Linked DNA regions of Pan troglodytes: region 2 is linked to region 1. The links are chromatin contacts, called in public Hi-C maps. All regions are on one chromosome and are shown on one strand. The core of a region is the stretch at or near the end of the contact, and the rest is flanking DNA. Distances in the headings are between cores, read along the strand shown. Region 1 overlaps PROM1 (prominin 1). Region 2 overlaps TAPT1 (transmembrane anterior posterior transformation 1).

What was found. Hi-C and Micro-C count contacts between places; a contact is called where the count stands out from the background.
Region 2: a Hi-C map of induced pluripotent stem cells shows a contact between it and region 1, with 2.0 times the contacts expected there. The contact joins two enhancer-like sites. A contact is called at or near these places in 4 of 7 Hi-C or Micro-C datasets (blood, induced pluripotent stem cells and stem cell-derived neural progenitor cells) and 1 of 1 other capture datasets (stem cell-derived neural stem cells).

What each region holds. Positions count from the first base shown.
Region 1 is chr3:16,524,367-16,530,401 of NHGRI_mPanTro3-v2.0_pri, reverse strand. It overlaps PROM1 (prominin 1), which reads left to right. Exons shown (of 28, transcript XM_003310250.7): 4 at 149-175; 5 at 2,401-2,606. Among named protein-coding and RNA genes, the nearest start is that of PROM1, 52 kb to the left of the region's middle. Within about 2 kb of position 2,486, at least 8 of the 24 cell types and tissues checked have an H3K27ac peak or open chromatin away from gene starts, as enhancers often do. A contact at or near this core is called in induced pluripotent stem cells, where this site is marked.
Region 2 is chr3:16,692,198-16,698,232 of NHGRI_mPanTro3-v2.0_pri, reverse strand. All of the region lies in intron 2 of TAPT1 (transmembrane anterior posterior transformation 1), which reads left to right. Among named protein-coding and RNA genes, the nearest start is that of TAPT1, 21 kb to the left of the region's middle. Within about 2 kb of position 3,087, at least 9 of the 24 cell types and tissues checked have an H3K27ac peak or open chromatin away from gene starts, as enhancers often do. A contact at or near this core is called in induced pluripotent stem cells, where this site is marked.

The DNA.
Region 1 (6,035 bases), core at 1,237-3,736:
TTCTCATGTTTATCCTTCTATCACCCGATTTCCTCCTTGTGGGATATGAATGTTCTTGGTTATGGTTGATCACTCATAACTTTTTCTGTCTGTTTTCTTGATGCATGCTGCCTCTGCCAAAATTCCTCACCTGCGTTGACTTCTACAGCCAGAAACTGTAGTCTTAGGTCTAAAGGTAAAGTCCTTGTCTGCTATTTCAAGTTGCTCTTGGAAGGCCTTTCTGTTCTTCGCTGTCATCCTCACTGTGAAGATTTTTAAATGATCCGTTTCATTTCTGTTTTTACCATCACTTTTAACCTTCTCTTTGAAGAAAGATATCTCTGTAATATTTAGATGTCGATCTTCAACACAATCAACAAAGCACTGGAAGATCTTGGTGTATCAAAAAACAGTTTAAGTAGTGACAGGCCTTCATCTAGTCGGCCTAGAAGTGAACTCTTGAAATGCCCTATCTTGTTCCTGATACTGCCTGATATTTAGTCAGTAACATTAGAAAGGCTGTGTTATCAAATGTACAATTTGTATTTAAAGCTAAAATTAGTGCATTTAAAACATTTCAATATATCTTCTCTCCTGGGTTTTGGTTCAGTGTCTCCTGGAATTCAGATAGAATTTACATTTCTTTAAAATAGTAAACAATTTAGAATATTTGCTGAGAAATGATGGAAAAATACGTAAGTAAGAGTTTGGAATGTCTGGGCTGGTTTCTTAACTGACAAGTGATATTGGTCCTCGAGGAAGGGTTAAGTCCCCTAATAATGCCTCTTCGTGGATATGGGATGGGGGTTAGCTTAAGCGTGAGCACATACTTGATGAACGCAGCAAGATTCAGCCACTCTTTTTTTTAAGCAATTTAATCTTAATATGGAAGTAGATAATATTCAAGTGCCAGATGCACCAGATTTACTAGTCTTGAGCATTTGCTCATAGAGTTAACTACCATTTATTGAATATCTACTGTGTGCTGGGCACTTGGCTAGTTGTTTTTACATTCAGTCATTTAGTTATTTGTCCCTCACAATATGTTTATGAAGTTAATGCTAATGTGACACCATCCACTTTAGGGACCTGGAAGCCCCCTGCTGGGATGTAAAGCAGGTCTCTCCTCCAAGACATCACATTTGCTCCCAGGAACAAGACTCGTGTTTTATTTTCCTTTGCTCAGCTTGGCTTCAGAATTCGCAGCTGTCTAGATTGTCCATTTAGTTGCAAACTGCCAACTTGCAATTTTCTGCCATTCTTTAGAAATATAAGCAGCTACATGCATGAATTGGAATGACATCAAGTTTCATCATCTAGTTGCATTAATTTTCATTTATCCCGGAATAAAGTCAGCAGTGATTATGAAAATATGTTTAGGTCACGTGATTGTATCTAGAAATTGTGCTGTTCCTGGGAACTCAGGAACCGTCTGAGACACGGACTGCCAAGGTCGGTCCTTCACTGTGGATCTGGCTCCTGGGCATGGCATGAGAGGCACCTTTATTAAGTGTCTACTCAGTGCTTGGTCCTTTGTCACATTATTTCTAATCATGCATTATCTCTAATTTTCACAATGACTTGACAAGGTACGTATTATTATTTCCAGTGTATCAGAGGAGGAACCTTGTGACTGGCCTGTGTTTAACGTGCCTGACTTAGAGTCTGAGCCTTTTTTCTAAATTAAGATACATTCCAGATTCTCGAGTAATTGTTTGCCAGCCAATCCAAAGTGCTTTGAATCTTTAACTTCTATTTGTGCAGTGTGTAAAGCACCTTATATGTAGATTGTTATGCAAGTACTCCTGCCAAGATTTATTGATCCATTTAAAAACAAACAAAATACCTTTGGGGTTAAAATTAAACCATTTGCAGCTCGAACTAGCATTTAGACATCTTCCTAGGGGTTGAAAGACATCTTCCAGTAAGCACTTGGCCATGTATTTAATAACTCAATTCTCTGCTTCCTCTGTTTCAAAAAGGAGCTTCAAAATGGAAAAAAATACATATATACATATATATATGTATATATGTACACATTCAGATTCAACTAATGATGGCAGATAGGTTAAAAAAATGAAACATGGCCAGGTGCGGTGGCTTACACCTGTAATCCCAGCACTTTGGGAGGCTGAGGCAGGTAGATTGCTTGAGGCCAGGAGTTCAAGACCAGCCTGGACAACATGGTGAAACCCTGTCTCTACTAAAAATACAGTACTCGGGAGGCTGAGGCCCAAGAATTGCTTGAACCCAGGAGGCAGAGGTTGCAGTGAGCCGAGATCGCGCCACTGCACTCCAGCCTGGGCAACAGAGCGAGACCCTGTCTCAAAAAAAAAAAAAAAAAGAGCTTTGTACACCATGGAATGTTCTACTTATTATTTTGTGTTACAATATGTGCTGTTTCTTTTGTTTGAATTGCAGATTGTCTACTATGAAGCAGGGATTATTCTATGCTGTGTCCTGGGGCTGCTGTTTATTATTCTGATGCCTCTGGTGGGGTATTTCTTTTGTATGTGTCGTTGCTGTAACAAATGTGGTGGAGAAATGCACCAGCGACAGAAGGAAAATGGGCCCTTCCTGAGGAAATGCTTTGCAATCTCCCTCTTGGTGATTTGTATAATAATAAGGCAAGTACAATCTTGGACAAAACTGATTGTGTTTTAGGCTGATGAAGAGTGTCTCATATTTTTGTGGTTAAACCATGAGTTTAAAACTAAACAAAATAGCAACAATGAAAAAAAAAAAAAAACCCACCAAACAGAAAAGAGAGAACATAAGCGCTTGTCTAGAGTGATTCGAAAGGATCTCATTATCATCAGACATTAGCATTGTAATGAAGCTGCCCCAGCTGAGCTGATGAGCCAGCCCTTTGGTATTTTTTTCCTCTTGAAGGTATCCTGAGAAATCTTGGACTGCAGAAAGGATTTACCTCCCAGCACAGCAGACTCCTCTTAATTAGCTATTTGCAGACAGGCAGCATGCAGAAAAGAGAGATGGATCTGCAAGTTGATTTGCTAGTTGAGTCCAAAGGAATCTTGATGGACAGATGCAGTCCCTGAATTTGGAAATTTGAAAATATTGTAGAATGCAATTGACTTTCTAATAATAAACTCATTTTTCTTTTATGTGCTGTTAATCCGCTACCCTCCCTTAAGTCTGGAACACACTTCACGATTTAGGGTGTTTCTGCTGCAGTGTCTGCTGCTTTCCAAAGTTTTCCCGTTGACTGGCAGATCAGAAATACTTTGCTTGTAAGATGACATTTTTTCGAGTCCAAATTAGATTGCTCGTCTGAAGAACGTGCGCCACAACGGTGTTCCCTTGTTATGTTGCTTGGTTATTGTTCCACATTTCCTCATTCATTCCGCCACTGTTGCATGCAGCAACAGAAGTAAATGTGCCTATGACATGAAGGCACAGCAAGGGTTGGCCAACAGCATTCTCTTTGTTGTTTCTCCAAACACCACATGTGCTCAGTAGCCGTAAGATTTTTTTCAAGTTTTACTAAGGAAGTGATATTCAGGAATTTTAGCAGAAAACAGTAAGTCCTGTGAGTTGGAGTTCTAGCTGCAAACCCAAGAAGGAAAGCCTTTAAGTGTGGCCACCAGCAGGGGTCTGATAAGATGCGTATGGCTTAGGGTGACCACTCATTGGAATGCAGTGTACCCCATTGAAGAGGACCGGGCAGCTCTGGATTTGTTGATACCAAACAGTCACCATGACAGATGAAGTGAAAAAAGCAGGTTGCAGACCATGTGTAGAACATGGTAACTATGTTAAAAAAAAAAAAAAAAGATCAGGAAGGAGACACAAGCACTGGGTCATATTTTTATAGAGCAGATGGGATGTGAAAGGGTTGACAAGAAACTGGCAACAGTGGTTGCCTCTGGAAAGGAAATTGAGGGTTGTGGAGGGGAAGGAAGGAAACTCATTTCTTGCTGTAGCTGGGCTTTTTGTCTCTTTTGATTATGTACCAGGCTCGGGTATTACCTATTGAATTAACTTCACTAAAACTTGAACAGTGACAAAAAAAATCTTCACAACAGACAAAGGCCAATGCATTACCACTTACTCCAGGGCAGTGACTATTTAAGCAAAGACATACTTTTGCTCATAATAGTGGAATAATCGACCTTAACTATGTATGTGTGTAAACAAGATCCAAGTGAATGTGTTAGATGACTTCATGCATTGTTGGTTAGCCTGAGAGTTACTTGTTTTGTCTCCATGACATTGGGGTGTGGGCATCTCTGCCTGTCAATCTCTCTCTCCCTCTCTCTCTTTCTTTTCTTCCCTTTTCTCTTTTCTGTCTCTCCTTGCCTCTGTGTATTTTTCTGTCACTGTCTGTCTCTTTCTCTGTGTCTCCAAAAATCATTTGATCCTTACTGTTTTTTTCACATTTGATTTTGAGAGGCAGTTTGGGATCAGGTCAGTAGTGGTCATTCCAGATGTCCCTGTCTCTCTCTGCTTTGTATTTGATATACTCTAAGGAATGCACAGACTCCTAGTTATAGGGGTAGTTACCTCCTTTTCAGCTACCAGAAGAATCTCAGTTACAGCCCTGAAACCTGTCAAACCCACCGGGGATCCCTGGTGTGTTTCCTGTAAGCCTGAAACTTACACGCCGCATTTGTCTGGACACTTGCACAGCCATGTTTACCCGCTCCATACACCCTGGACCTCAAAGATGAGACTTGGATGTGAAAGCATCATCTGAAAATATTGCCCTTAGGGCTTCTAGTTAGAACGATTACTTATTTAACAAGTTAATAATTTTCACTTGATGTCAATACATATAGTATAATTTCAGGAAAATTCATTATTGAATGTAGTTATTTATTTACCTGAATAAGTGTTTACCTGTGTAATAATCGGTTTCCAATATATTGGGTTTCTTTCTTTTTTTGAGACAGAATCTCGCTGTGTCACCCAGGCTGGAGTGCAGTGGCGCTATCACGGCTCACTCCAACCTCCGCCTCCCGGGTTCAAGTCATTCTTGTGCCTCAGCCTTCCTAGTAGCTGGGATTACAAGCATGTGCCACCAGGCCCGGCAAATTTTTGTATTTTTAGTAGAGACGGGGTTTCACCATGTTGGCCAGGCTGGTCTCAAACTCCTGGCCTCAAATGATCTGCCCTCCTCGACCTCCCAAAGTGCTAGGATTACAGGCATGAGCCACCGTGCCTAGCCACTACAATGGGTTTCTTTTTCAAAATTGAACTTTTATTTACATTACATATAGTTATGTGTTATGCATGTTATAGTTCACTCTCAGCTGATTATTTACATTATGTTGAAAATGCCAAAATATATCAACAATAAAGCTACAAAGTAAAAAATAAACTTGGCTTCCATTTATATATAAAATGAAAGCTACCGTTTTGTTAATTCTTGAGAACTCAGACCTATCAAATCAATATGTTTTTTTCTAAGTATATTTTAATTTAGAAAATTCTTTTTTAAAATGCATGCTGTGATTCTATACCCTCCTACACATTCAGTTAAAACAATTTTTTCCCACCCAAGTAAAACATTAATGTGAAAATTGTAATTTTAGATTTCAATATAATTAAACCAAAATTGATCAACTGAGATTGTGACAAAACTAAAACTAATTTGATTTCATATAGCACATTGAATTTATATATAAATTATAAGTAGGCTTAAATAAGAGTAGTATGTGAATTTTTTTTTTCTCACTTTAAATTCTGATGAGAATTTAAGCTTCTTTGCCTTGAACTTTTTGATTTACGGTAGCTATTTTAATGGCTTCCTTTTGAAACCCCCACTGGTTTGCAAATACCTTAAACATCATGAGTTGCATAATACCTACATATTGTTTGCAAGTAATCCAAGCTAGGCAGGAGGATTAAAGACCTGGGGAAAGTTAAGATTTCTCTATTATGAGTAGCTAGACAGGAGAAGAAAGAATGTCAACAAAATCAGAAGATTAGATAAAAATAAGAAGGAAAAGAATGTCAACAAAATTGGAAGGCAGAAAGGGAAAGAAAGGAAGTGGAGGGAAAGATAGGAGAGTGGACTCTCTCTTGTTTAATGC
Region 2 (6,035 bases), core at 1,838-4,337, 170 kb before region 1:
TTGTCGTCTTTGTGAATCTAAAGCTACAGTAAATAGTAAAGAAATACACATTATAGGATCTTCTAAAATTTCCTCCTATGTTTAAATTCAAATTTAGAAAGGTAAAGATCACTTACACACTTAATTATTAATTTGCTCCATCTATATTTTGAGTACTTTCTATGTTCCAAGAAGGCACTTTTGCAGTGCAAAATACAGAGATAAGACTCACACCTAGCTTAGGAGATATCAGATCCGTAAGTTATTATAATACAGGATACAACGTGACAAGTGCTTTTAAATAGTACAAATAAAATATGAAGAATTTAGAGAAGGGGAAGTGTGCCTAGACAACAGACCTGGGACGAGGATCCAGGAAGGAAAAAGAGGGAGATTTTGTCGTATATGCTTTGTAGGATGGGGTGGCTATGCTAGGAAGATCCAGAGGTGGAAAATTGTTAGGTGTGAACAGGAAACCACCGACACATGCTGGAAAGAAAGATAGACTGGCCAACCTAGGCAATGTGACAAAACGCTGTCTCTACAAAAAATACAAAAATTAGCCAGGAGTGGTAGTGCACGCCTGTAGTCCTAGCTACTCGAGAGACTGAGGCAGAAGGATTGCTTGAGCCCCAGAGGCAGAGGTTGCTCTGAGCTAAGATCATGCAACTGTACTCCAGCCTGGGCAACAGAGTGAGACCCTATCTCAAAAAAAGAGATAGGCTAGATCCAGTTATGTTGAATGGTCAGGCTGGAGAGTTTAGAGTTGAGTCTATGGAAGGAGACTATTAAATATATATTTCTTAGGAATGCTTTTAGCTGTATAGAATGGAAAAGCTGGCTAACAGTCATTTAAACAAGTAGGAAATTATTTTTTTCAACAAATCTAGTAAAAAAGAGGTCTCAGTTGTTGCAGCAGATTAATGAAGCTGTCATGGACCCAAGTCCTTTTCATCTTTCTATTTTGCCATCCTTGGCAAATTGGCTTTGGGTCCTCTTGCTTGTTGTCTTCTAGTAGAAAGATGACGGCTGCAACCTCGGCATTACATCTGCAATATAAACAAAGAAATGGGGTGGGCATTGCCACTTTTTTGACTATGCCTTTTATAAAGATTGAAAGATTTCCCAGACGTGGCCTGGAATACTTCCACTTCTGTCTTATTGTCCAAACTGAGCTACATAGCCATTCCCAGCTGCAAAGGAGGCTAGGACAGTGAATGTTAGGCTTTTCCAACAAACAGAAAAGAACTGAGAATGGTTATTGGGTTAGCCATCCGTCAGAGCTTTCTTTCTGGAAAATTAGTATAGTCATATTCAACATGGACTGGAAATGAGACAAGCAGGGAGAGCTCAAGATCCTTCCATGAATATAGTTAATATATAATTTAATTCTACAATTAAAATTCTTATTTAATTCTACAATTACATAATTTAATTCTACAAATTAAAATCTTCATTTGATTTACTTATTCCCCTCTCATGGTATTTATTTCTTGTGTTAAATATGTCAGATGTATGTTGTGGATTATCATGAAGCCTTTTAGCAATATTCTTTTCCGTGTTTATATATGTTCATGTAAGCTTGCATATCTGGTTAAACTAAAATGAAAATATTCTGTTGACTTTTCTTTACCTTGTAATTCTGTGCTTTTTGGCAATTCATTATTTCATTGTTACCATGCCTTGTACATTATAGCTATTTAATACATTTTTCTAAAAATTAAATTCAACTGCTTAAATAGAATGACTTAGTTTTCTTACCAATGTAGCAAATTTTTATAAGCCTTAAATTTGTCAGATTGAAGGTGTAAGTATTGATATATTGTTATTACTAGGCATAGACTATTATTGTTGAAAGGGGGAAGGGTTACTGTCATACAGGGGAATTATTTGTAATCAAGCATCAACAACCTTAGCTTCTTGAGTCTGTTTGTAATAGCTGAGGCCTGATCAAGGCATCAAATCTCTCTTGGGTTTTACTTTCTTCTATGATTAGAAGGCTGTACCTAGGTCATCTCAAGAGGTCTAATAGTGCATGATTCATTGAATGAGTTTGCCTGTGAGGAATGGTGAGGGTAGATGGAAAGATTTAAATGTCTAGCGGAGTAACTTAATTTTGCCTTTTTGAAGGTTGTGGTGGGGTTAACATTTAGGAAAAAATAATCCAAAAGTTCATTTCAAACAAATGGACTTAAAATGTCATATAAAGCCTTTTTGTTTTATGTCAGTTTGAGGATATGTTAAGAAAACGTAATGACTATTGTTTCCCCTTTATTTCAGTAAAACAGTTCTGGGATTTCATTGTGAAACTAATAGAGAGTATTTACTCAGACCCATATTTATGGCAGTGTTTTCTTGGGCATCCTAGTCAGTTTCTGATTTCATAAAAACATGTTCAGAGAATCATCCCTCTAAATTCTTCTCATAATGCAGCTCTTGCTGGTGACACACCCTTGTGCAGATGTTCCCCCCCCTTGTCCCCCAGCCCCTGCCGTGTGGCTGCTGAGAAGCAGGAAAGCCAGTAGGGATCCACATGTCTCAGAAGCTCAGCAGCCTTGGCTGGTGCTTCTCCCCTTCTCTCGAGGCTTGTCACACCCTGCTTGTGGTGGTGGTGACCACAGCTTCCGCGTTCTTTCTGCAACAGTCTTACCATTCTTAATTTTCTCAGGGGAGGTTGGGCATATGAGACCCATCAGATAGTTCTAAGACAAGCCAGCAAAGCCTTTAGGCCTCTAGCACATTTATTAATGTATTTAAAAGATAATTTTTGAACTTGGCACCATGGGGCCATGTTTATCTTTGTGAATCAATCACTTATTTCTCTCATTTCAGCTTTGGAAACAGTCTTAAATTTCTCCTCTGTCTTTCCATTGTCCTATGTCAGGCTGCTGTGATCATTCACACTGATGGCTCTTCTCCTTCCGTACTGTCCTCTCTGCTCACTGCAGCCTGCTGTGGTGCTTCGTGCTGACCACTCCCTAGAAAGTCGATCTGATCCTAGATAGAAGGTGTAGGATCAGAGCCTAGAGCCGCAGCTAAGACCTCTGTTCCTTAGGTGACACTCAGTCTTGCCCTGGGACCCTGAGGGCACTCCTGCCTTGCTGCATCATTCCAGCCTCTCAGCAGGAGCACCACAGCCCTGTCTAAGCCCTGTCTGTAGCAAGCAAAATACCAAGTAATAGTTCCTGCCTGGTGGGTTGTTGTGAGGATTAAGTTAATGTGGGTCACGTGCTTAAAATATAACAATATTCAACATGGATTGGAAGTAAGAGAAGCAAGAAAGTCTCATTATCATTCTATGTGCATAGTCCTACAAATTAAAATCAATTGACTTGTTTTCTATGGCTGCATATGCTTACATAGCTTGCCTATCATAAGAGAACTTGGCTCATGATAATCCCTTTCTTGGCCATCTCCTAGAGTATAGACTTTCTGGGGCATGAATTTTTTAATTCGGATGATTAAAATGATTTTATTGTAGGGATGACCTTGAATCTGCAGTAATTGCTTTCAAAGTCAGTCATTTATAGTTTTCTTATTGATATCCTGTTCCCCTTAACATTCTGCTGATTATTGATCCCTATATGTGAGTTTATTGAGAACATCTTCATTCTCAGCAGAGATTTATCAAAATGTACATGTTTCAAAATAACCTAATCATCTTCAGGTACCTCTTTAAAATAAAAGAGCTATAAGTGAAAACAGTCAAAAGACAAGGATACCTTGGAACCTAAGAATGAAAATTTGAGCTCCTTAACAATGAACTGAACATGATTTTTATGCCTCTTGCATAATGATTATATCCTAACCTCACCGCTAGGAGGCTACTCACATTGTACCTGTGCATGCTCTTTCCTTGGTTTGGAATTCGGTCCTCTTTACTGCCTGGCAAAATCTAGTGCCCGTCTTCTCTCCTCTGTGGGACATCTCTGCTATCTCTTGCACCGCCTTCCCTGTGGTGTGCATGCCACTCTCACCTGCCCCCAAATACACACACTTTACAGACCCAGGCTCTTCACCTGTGTTTCCAGAGCACATCATTCATCTGGCACTTAGTGTGCGGTTTGTGTCAAGCTCACTGGGTTGTGAATTCCCTGGAGAGGATGTCTTTCCTCCCAGTGCAGTATTAAGCAAGATATGGTCTCTGCTTTTACAGGAGTAGACCCAGAGCTTTAGCACAAGCTTTATAAAAGTGAGACTAAGCCTCTTTACTCCTACTTTCTAACACCCTAGACCAGCGATCCTCGACTAGCAGGTGGTATTTGGTGGTTGTGGTGGAGGAGATGGTATTCAGAATTTCCAGAAGATGGTTAGTGTAATTCAAGGAGATATATTGCAAAATCATTATGCTTCTTTCATTTTAGCCATAACATTTTATTTATTTTGAAATTTCAAATGGTGCTAAAAGAAGGGCAGGAGATTTTTGTCATAAAGGGACACATAGATTTTTTAAAAGGTGAAGAAACCCTGCTTCATTCCCCACAGAAAGAGGCTGGCGTTTTTACTTGTTTATTTCTCTTGAGGCAGATATTTTTCAGATGCTAAGTGCAGTACTATTAGGTTCAAAATAAATATGATAAGAGCAGGTTGTAGAAATTTTCACAAGTGAATATTTTGTTTACTTACAATGTCACAGGATAATTTTCATTTTGTAATTTCCTTAGCATTAAAGTTCAGATGTTAAAAACTTATGTTAAACTTTATTTTAAAATGTGTATAATGGTAAATCCAGTGGTGAGTGAGGCCAGAAGGATGAGTGAAAGTGTCATTAGTAGAAATAGTGCTTCAGTTTTCTGCAGACTGAGTGAAGTCCTGGCTCTGCCTCCACCACTCAAGAACCCAGGCCAACTCCTTGTCTCACTGCAGAGTGTGGGTGGTACTAGACTGCGGCCATGCACAGGCAGGGCCCAAGCCCAGCACCTGGCCAGTGCCCGGTTGCGTTGCCCAGAACCTGTAGAAGGCTTCTGAAGTCCTTCCAGAAAAGATCTCTCAGAGACAGAGAGCCTGGTGAACATTTCTGTCCTTTTATTGTTTTCACTTATAACTCTTTTTATTTTAAAGAAGTACCTGAAGATATTAATTAAGCAAAAGATTATTTTGAAACATGTACATTTTGATAAATTGCTGCTGAGAATGAATTTTAGAAAATATTTTAAAATTATATGTCTGCAGTTTGTAACTCAGTACTTTTAATTCAGTTTTGCACAAAGAACTTCCCAGTGTGTTCCCACTTGTATACTCTTCTGCAAAGCTTTCTGTAGTCAGTTTGAGCTGAACTGTCTTCAGTGCTTTGGAAGCTGCCTAGGAAGGAACTAAATTTCAGCCTGGCTGCCTATCCGGGACCTGATTTTCAGACTGAGTTGCAACTTTTTAGTGGATCACAAACGCTCCTTCTGGGAACATCAGGTTTCTGGCAGTTTCTACCCTCAGTACTGAACCAGCAGTCCACTCGCAAGGACGGAAAGGCTTCTCAGTGATAGGAGAGTAATAGAAAAGGACCATGAACTCTATCTATATGGACCTTGCTCAGCCTCCTGCTGTACTGCTTTGTGTGTAAGACAAGAAAACATGCAACACTGGGACTCTACGCTAATCTACCGCACGTGACTCTATGCTAATCTAGCATCGTATTTTCACTGCTGTTCATAATGAGTCTAAATTGTTAAAAACAAAAAAAGGGACTATATATTCAGATTAAGAAATCTGGCAAATATTATGTGTAGCATATTTTTGAGATATTTTTATCCAAAATTAATAAAGTGTATTCTTTCATTTAAAGACATGTGAATTCGTTTGCTAGGGCTGCCATAACAAAGTACCATAGACTGGGTGGTTTAAACAACAGACATTTATTATCTTGCGGTTCTGGAAGCTGGAAGTGTGCAATCGAGTGTCAGTGGGGTAGTTTCTTCTGAGGCCTCTTCTTGGCTTGCAGATGGCTGCCTTCCTCTTCGGTCTTCATATTATCTCTCCTCTGTCTGTGCCTGTGTCCAAATTTCCTCTTTTATAAGGACTCCAGTCACACTGGATTAGGGCCCACCCTAATGACCGAAACT